Regions from separate parts of the Mus musculus genome. Here region 2 is linked to region 1. The links are chromatin contacts, called in public promoter capture Hi-C maps. All regions are on one chromosome and are shown on one strand. The core of a region is the stretch at or near the end of the contact, and the rest is flanking DNA. Distances in the headings are between cores, read along the strand shown.

Region 1 (3,458 bases), core at 649-3,148:
TGATCACCCTAAAATTTTGATTGGTGCTATTAGGATTACTTATGTTAACGTTGATTACATATTTAAAATTCAACATGTGAGAATCATGAAACTTAAAACATTATAGTTTTTATTCTTCCAATAAATCATGCATTGCTGAAACACGACTGGGAACACTGTAGCTTCACATGCTCAAAGCTGGCATGCCAAGCTCTTGATCCGAATTGTTGCCTCTTTTATAAATGTATTCATACTCAGTTTATTTATTTGTAGGATTTTATGTTCTTTGAACATTCACTTGCTGGATTATAACAAGCTCGATGACGAAAACAATAAAATATGCAAAACGCATTTCGGTAAGGAAAAGGCAAGTTTAAATGACTTCCTTTGAAGCTGTCTATGTTTGACACAATCTAATTCTTTTTCATTTTCTTCTAGATGTCCCTTGGGCTCTGAGTTTTATTTCAGGATGGTCTGAGTATTTGATTTTTGTATAACTAAATGTGAATTATTATATTTATTAGAACACTGTTTAATGAGACAATTACCTGGTTTTGAATGCATGGTAGCTAAATACGCAATTACTAGTGTGAGTCCAAGGTTACTGTGAGAGATTACCATTCTCTCTTTATTCTTTTGAAGTCACTGCAATGGGAAGCATGAAAGATGAGAGCTAAGGCTTGCAGCATCACTGATGGGAATTCAGTGTTTAGAGAACACTTTGAAGTGTTGCTGGTACTACGGGTGGTTGCTAATCAAAAGACTTGAATTTCTAAAATATCTTTTCAAATGTAGCTCCTTTTGACTTTCTTAATTTTATTTCTTCTTTTTAAATTCTCATGTATTCTTAACGAATTAAAGAATAAGCCTTATTTTATAACACACTTTTCATATTCTCTGAGAAACAATCTGACATTTCTGAGATGATTTTAAATTTTCTTGTTGTAGTAAATATATTTTACTTATATTGGGAAAGTTGGAGACTGGGTAAATAATATGTGTAAGGATCGGAGAAAAGATGGATACCTTCCATTTGTTCAAGTAGCAGAGGCACAGTTATATTCCATAAGGCAATTAACTAAAGCACCAAGCAGATTCATGCCAGAAATTTAAATAGCCATATAGATAGACGCTAAATTAGTGAGAGCAGTCTGCTCTACCAGGATTTTATCTGACTACTATGAAGTCTCTGCCAGTTAAGGGATCTGAGACATCAAAATGACAAATGGAAAACAAACGAAAGCAAAAGAGTCAGAACCTGAGTCCCTGAAGCAGTGCAGATGTAAGAACACACAGTAAATGGAAACACTTCAGAATTAATACCGTGCTGGCGAGCATCCCTGATTCCCACACCCCACTCTTCCATACGCCTCCAAAGCTCTGTAGTCAGGCCCCTCCTCCTGAACATTCCTAAACAGGGCTGAACTGGGGAATCAATGTTCATATACACAAACCTATGGAGGACATTCTCACCCAAACCACCACTTGAGTTCAAGGCCACACTGAGCTACAAAATCAAGTCCCATCTCAACCTCACCGCCACCCCCCAATGAAATTTCTTAATTGTACTGAAGCTAGTGTTCAGTAGCTAATCTTTAGTAATTTTATTAACGATATCCCACATTGTTTTGCTGATATTTATACTTTTGCAAAAATCAGTCTTTGTTTGATTAAATATGTTTAAAACTGGTTTTAATTGTTACCCACAGAAATGATAAGAAATCAACCAGATCTCTCCAAGAAGGGCTAGAGTTTTGTATTTCCAGACCCAGGAAGGAAAGTAATTCAGTATAAATAAACAGAGCTGTTCGTTTAAACATAGAGGAAAAGAGCTTAGCAAGAGATAAGAGCATTTACAAAATAGAATTCTTGCCAATTCAAAAAGGAAAGCACAAAGTCTGTGAGTCAAACATGCTTGGCAAGTCTGATAAACACAGGACGACTGTGGCTGGAGTATAATCATCAAGTGGAGGGACAATGCCAATAGGTTCTAACAGAGTATTCTTTATAACCCATAAAACCTTGAAACGAAAATCTAAAACCTTCCTATGATCCACCAGTGTTTCTCTATGAAGAAGTTCTAACTGGTGCACTGATACGTGCCGATAATCTTCGTACTAGGGAAACAGGAGAACCTGAAGTTTGGAGCAAATGTATGACAGAAAACTCAAGACAATCATCCAATCAGTACCATAATCATCAAAATAGATAGGGAGATGCAATCACATTGTCGAAGGTAGTGGTATAGTGAACACAGTACTCCCACAGTACTCCCTTAGCACATGCAAGGATCTGGATTATGATCACTAGCACGAAGATTGAAAATAAAGTTAAATAGAGTAATGAGAATATTTGCTAGACAATCTGAAAAGCTGGGTGACAGCTGCAACCACATATCAAGAGCTCACTAGAATTCTGACTCCCTTGAGCCTCGGTACACATGGAGATTTTTATATTGGTAACTTTTACTACCCAATTAACAAACTTTGAATGTTTTCATAATCTGAACGAATTACTACTTTTATATACTTAATGTGCATTGGCATTTTTCCTATATGCATATTGTGTACCGCTTGAGTGCCTGGTTCCCATGAAGGTCAGAAGAGACCATCAGATGCCCTGGAATTGGAGCTATGTACTGTTGTGAGTTGCCATGTGAGTGCTTGGACTTGAATTCAGTCAGGTCTTGAGGAAGAGCAGCTAGTGGAGACGTCTCTCCCATCCATCAACATTTCTATTCTCAAAAGTCCTGACATTGTGTTTCTGTTAAAATTAGAGAGGATTGAATTATTGTTTATAATATTTTGACTTTGCAAGTTACATGTTTTCTTTTTTTCTTTCCATAAAATTTAATTTTTGTTTTGTTTTGTGAGTCTTTCTTTTGTTTTATTTTTTTATTTGTTTGTTTGTTTTTAGGGATCCATGGGGAAGGACAAAGGCCAACTTTGGGATGTTTCTTATGAGCTGTCCAGTTTGTTTGTTTGATGCAGGGTCTCTCACTGGCCTGGAGCACATAAATTAGAATAAGCTTGTGGTCCAGGATGCTCTAAGTACCCAACTCTCTCTGCTTCATCAGCAACGGCACTTCAATTGCCTTCCACTCTGCACAACTTTTAGTCTTTTTATTTGTTTGTTTGTTTATATGGAGTGCTAGGAATTGGACTCAGGTCTTCATGTTTGCACAGCAGCTCAAAATTGTCAGCCCCTAAAATTTTATTTTTATCTTTTTTTATTACATCTGAAATTTTTATTAAATTTCTATTTTTAGAATTTTGTACATTGATGACTCTCCAGGACTATCCTCACTTGCCCCCCTATTCATCTCATCCCCTTCCCACAGCCCCTTTGCCATATTCACGTGGTTGTTGTTTGGTTTGAGGCATGATGTGTTGATGACCAGGATCCTCTTTACAACTGTTTGGAGCTTTGCATTAGAGCCTGTAGTGGTTACCTGTAGTTATACAACTAATGGCAGTTAC
Region 2 (3,458 bases), core at 586-3,085, 140 kb after region 1:
CTTGTCTATATACCTTCGTTTTTCCTTTCCTTGTGCTTCTTAGGATATCATCTAAACTTGGGGTATCTAGATGATATTATACTACCTTAGGATATGTGGAGGATTTTAATGTGCTGTTGATTATGAGCTCTGTTTTCTCTTTTAGCCGTTTTAGGTTTTGAAACTGCTAACCGATATAAAATCAATGACAAACTGGGACAGAAGGTTTACTATGCTGCAGAAGACTTTAATTTCTTAACACTCAATTGCTGTGGGGCCATTAGACCTTTCACCATGAGGATCTTTGATAACTCAGGTCGTGAAGTCATAACTCTACGAAGACCACTACGATGTGATTGTTGTTGCTGCCCCTGCTGCCTCCAGCAGGTCTGTGAATACTTACCAACACAGTTTTCAATATAAGTTTATCAAGAATTTCTGCTGAGTTATTGATATTTTGTAAAAAACAAAAATGATCCATGAGCCATGTTTTGGCCTTCATTCAACTGTGTAGAAAGGAATATAAACAACTAAGCTTATACTCTTGGGTAATCTCTCCTTTATGGATGAGTAACAGCTCAAACAACAGTTTATAATGTTCACAGGAAGGCCTTTTGGCCAAATCACTTGTCAAAAATGATCATGACTGGTGTGGCCCAAACTAATGGAGCCACATGCCTGAGGATGTTTTAAAATACTGTTCTAGAAACAGAATGCCTTAACAGAAGAGTTAGGAGAAGAATATATGTATTCATCTCATAATTTATCTGATGATTTAGACACTCCACTAAGGGGCAAGGAGAAAAATGCCACCCATATTTTTTATTTCATTTCTTTCAATAAACACAGGTAAGTTGTGTTATCTGTAATAAACATTCCTCAGATGGATCTGCCCTCAGCAAAAGTCCAACTGCCTGTTTCATATCACTTAGTGGCCTATTTATTGCAAATGTGTCTTTCAGAGCAGGTACTAGGACATAGAGACTTTATAGGGAAGGTAGCCTTTGCCTAGATTTCACTTGCCTAGGACATTGTCTGCCTGTGTACCCCAGTCATTCTGTAAGTAATGTCCATAAAGCCTGTCTCAAACAGAGAGAACATGAAAACAGATATTTGGGGTTTAACATTGTGCTTACACTACTTAGAGAGAGTAAGTTTATTTGTAAAGAATTCCTTTGTTCTCCATGCCCTTTAGGCTAGGTATAACCCTACAAGCATAGCAATATCTGAGGAGACTGTGTTTGTGTGTTCGATGAACAAAGTACTGCAGTTGAGTAGCAGTATAACATGGTCATGAAGCTTGACTCTCAGAAATGATCACATCTGAGTCTCCTAGTAAATAAATAGCAGGGCCATGAGTCTAGTGTCCAAAGTTCTTTTCTTATACAATATTAGAACTAATAGTTGAAAATGTGCCAGTGATCAGAGTTCTGTCCACAGAGATAAGCTACTGTTGATAAACAAGTTTAAGAAAGAAAAGTTTGTTAATAATTTAGACAGTCTTTACAGATAGAGATATTAATGAAACATGGAAGCTATCAAGAGTTCAATTTGCCCCTTCTATGCATTAGCTGGAGAATCTGATGCACATTACGTCACCTTTTGTTTTTTTCTTTTTTGGTATAGTTACCTCCATGAATTAAGAGAAGAAAAAGCATTGATTTAATTAAAGGGTGTTATAGATTGGAGCACTGGCTGTCATTCTAAGTAAATGAAGCCACAAATAGATAATATGTTGATAAACATGTTTACCAATGTCCTTTTTTCATATGTAGATAGAAATACAAGCTCCTCCTGGTGTGCCAGTGGGTTATGTTATTCAAACCTGGCACCCATGTCGGCCAAAGTTTACAGTTCAAAATGAGGAGAAACAGGATGTTCTAAAAATTATTGGTCCAATCTGCGTGTGCAACATTGGAGGAAGCATAGATTTTGAGGTAACAGATACAATCATGTCTATTAGATTTTCTTTCCTTATAAATAGAACATATTTTGTGCAAAGGTAAAGCTGTATTAGGTGGAGATTTATGTACAGATATTTTTTAAAAAAGAAATAACATGGTCAGAGAAATATTTTATGATCCAATACAAGGTCAGTGCTTACACTATTGAATGAGAAAAAGGTGTAGTCATCTTAAAAATAGCCACAGTTTCTCTATCGACTACTCTCATTGCTAAAATCAATATCTGACAAGAAGCATTAAAAGAAGAAGCAATTTTTTGGCTTACAGTTTAAGGGTATAATGCTCCTCAGGCACTGCACAGACCAACATGCAAACAGAACACCAATGTATGAGAAATAGGAATAAGTGGATCTTTTCTAAAAGAAAAAGAGGTATAGTGCTTATCCTCCAATCATGCGTCACAGTGATCTCCTGGTTATTCTTATACTGAATTAGTTCATTGGGAAACATGTTCCTATGTTTGCTTCCTGGAGGAATTTTTAAAGCCAAGAGAATTTTTGTCATTTAAACTTGTTGATTCTCTTCACAGAAAACGTGATAAAACTTAGACTGATATTTCCCCAGAGGGGCCAAAACCACTCTGAAGCAGAGGGCTATCCTTTCCTGATAAGCCTTCAGAATTCTGCCTCTGTTCTCATGACTTCCTGTCTCCATGCTTACTCTGTCCCAATGCCTGCTGCCCTCGGGAACCACATAGCTTTTCATTCCTCATTGTGGATGGCTTTGTGTTGCTTGCTCTCCAGGGAGAGGCTGTCTAGAATGAGGAATGAATCAGTACTCAGGAGGTTTCCTGTAAACCAATCCCCCAATGAATAAAGGAGCCAATCACTGGGCCAGTAGGCGGGACTTCCTGGTTGGACAGAGGAAGAGAAGTAGCAGGAGGTAAGATGTAGCTGCTAGAGTTTCCTGGTATCATGGCAGATCCACAAGGATTCGCCACTAAAGGAATCAGACTTCAATAAGGCTTACAAGATTAGGTTTTAAGTTATTGTGACCAGAGATCGAGTTACCATTGTTTCTGAACTAAGTTTGTGTTGCATTTTCCTTCACACAGCTGCTCATCTGAGTTTGCCAGATGTGCACCACAAAGGCCAGTGGGGAATTTGAAGCATAGGGCTGGCATGGTAGTGACCTGTCAGTGGGTGGAGAGATTTTGGAGCTCTGAGTCCGAGCATCTACATGATAAAAACCGGTCGGCCATTGCTCGCCAGTGCCCGGCCAGCCAGGTTGCCAGGGCAGAGGCACAAACGCAGGAACGTGCCAGTTGTATATCTTTTTAAATAATTCCCGCAACAATTCCTCTCGTAGAATCCAGTTACATGTACATAAAGCCTTGCCTCCATTGACTTACAAATCTAGTCACAGACATTGGCGATTCTAAGAAAATATAGGTAACAGAGAAAATGCAAGAGATCTTACAAGGCATGTATGTATAATGCTTGGAGCAAGTGGTTTGTGTGGGAGTGTATTAAATATGTACTAGAAAGACATTCTATACTAGTATGAGTTAAAATA

The links. Capture Hi-C pulls out chosen DNA fragments and counts their contacts.
Region 2: a promoter capture Hi-C map of liver shows a contact between it and region 1, with 1.9 times the contacts expected there. The contact joins two enhancer-like sites. A contact is called at or near these places in 1 of 39 promoter capture datasets (the C10 cell line), 1 of 15 datasets of contacts at CTCF or cohesin (CD8 T cells), 15 of 484 Hi-C or Micro-C datasets (the AML12 cell line, the G1E-ER4 cell line, the HPC-7 cell line and 10 more), 4 of 115 datasets of contacts at active chromatin or transcription factors (CD8 T cells, bone marrow-derived macrophages, hepatocytes and 1 more) and 2 of 9 other capture datasets (adipose tissue and liver).

Annotation. Positions count from the first base shown.
Region 1 is chr9:92,209,408-92,212,865 of GRCm38.p6, forward strand. Plscr5 (phospholipid scramblase family, member 5) reads left to right here. Exons shown (of 8, transcript NM_001195693.2): 7 at 253-335; 8 at 418-827. The coding sequence ends at 291. The region is part of intron 3 of Gm31588 (a long non-coding RNA gene); the gene reads right to left. Among named protein-coding and RNA genes, the nearest start is that of Gm31531, 2.8 kb to the left of the region's middle. Within about 2 kb of position 1,899, at least 2 of the 459 cell types and tissues checked have an H3K27ac peak or open chromatin away from gene starts, as enhancers often do. A contact at or near this core is called in liver, where this site is marked.
Region 2 is chr9:92,350,781-92,354,238 of GRCm38.p6, forward strand. 1700057G04Rik (RIKEN cDNA 1700057G04 gene) reads left to right here. Exons shown (of 7, transcript NM_001033184.3): 4 at 146-366; 5 at 1,755-1,916. Among named protein-coding and RNA genes, the nearest start is that of 1700057G04Rik, 43 kb to the left of the region's middle. Within about 2 kb of position 1,836, at least 21 of the 459 cell types and tissues checked have an H3K27ac peak or open chromatin away from gene starts, as enhancers often do. A contact at or near this core is called in liver, where this site is marked.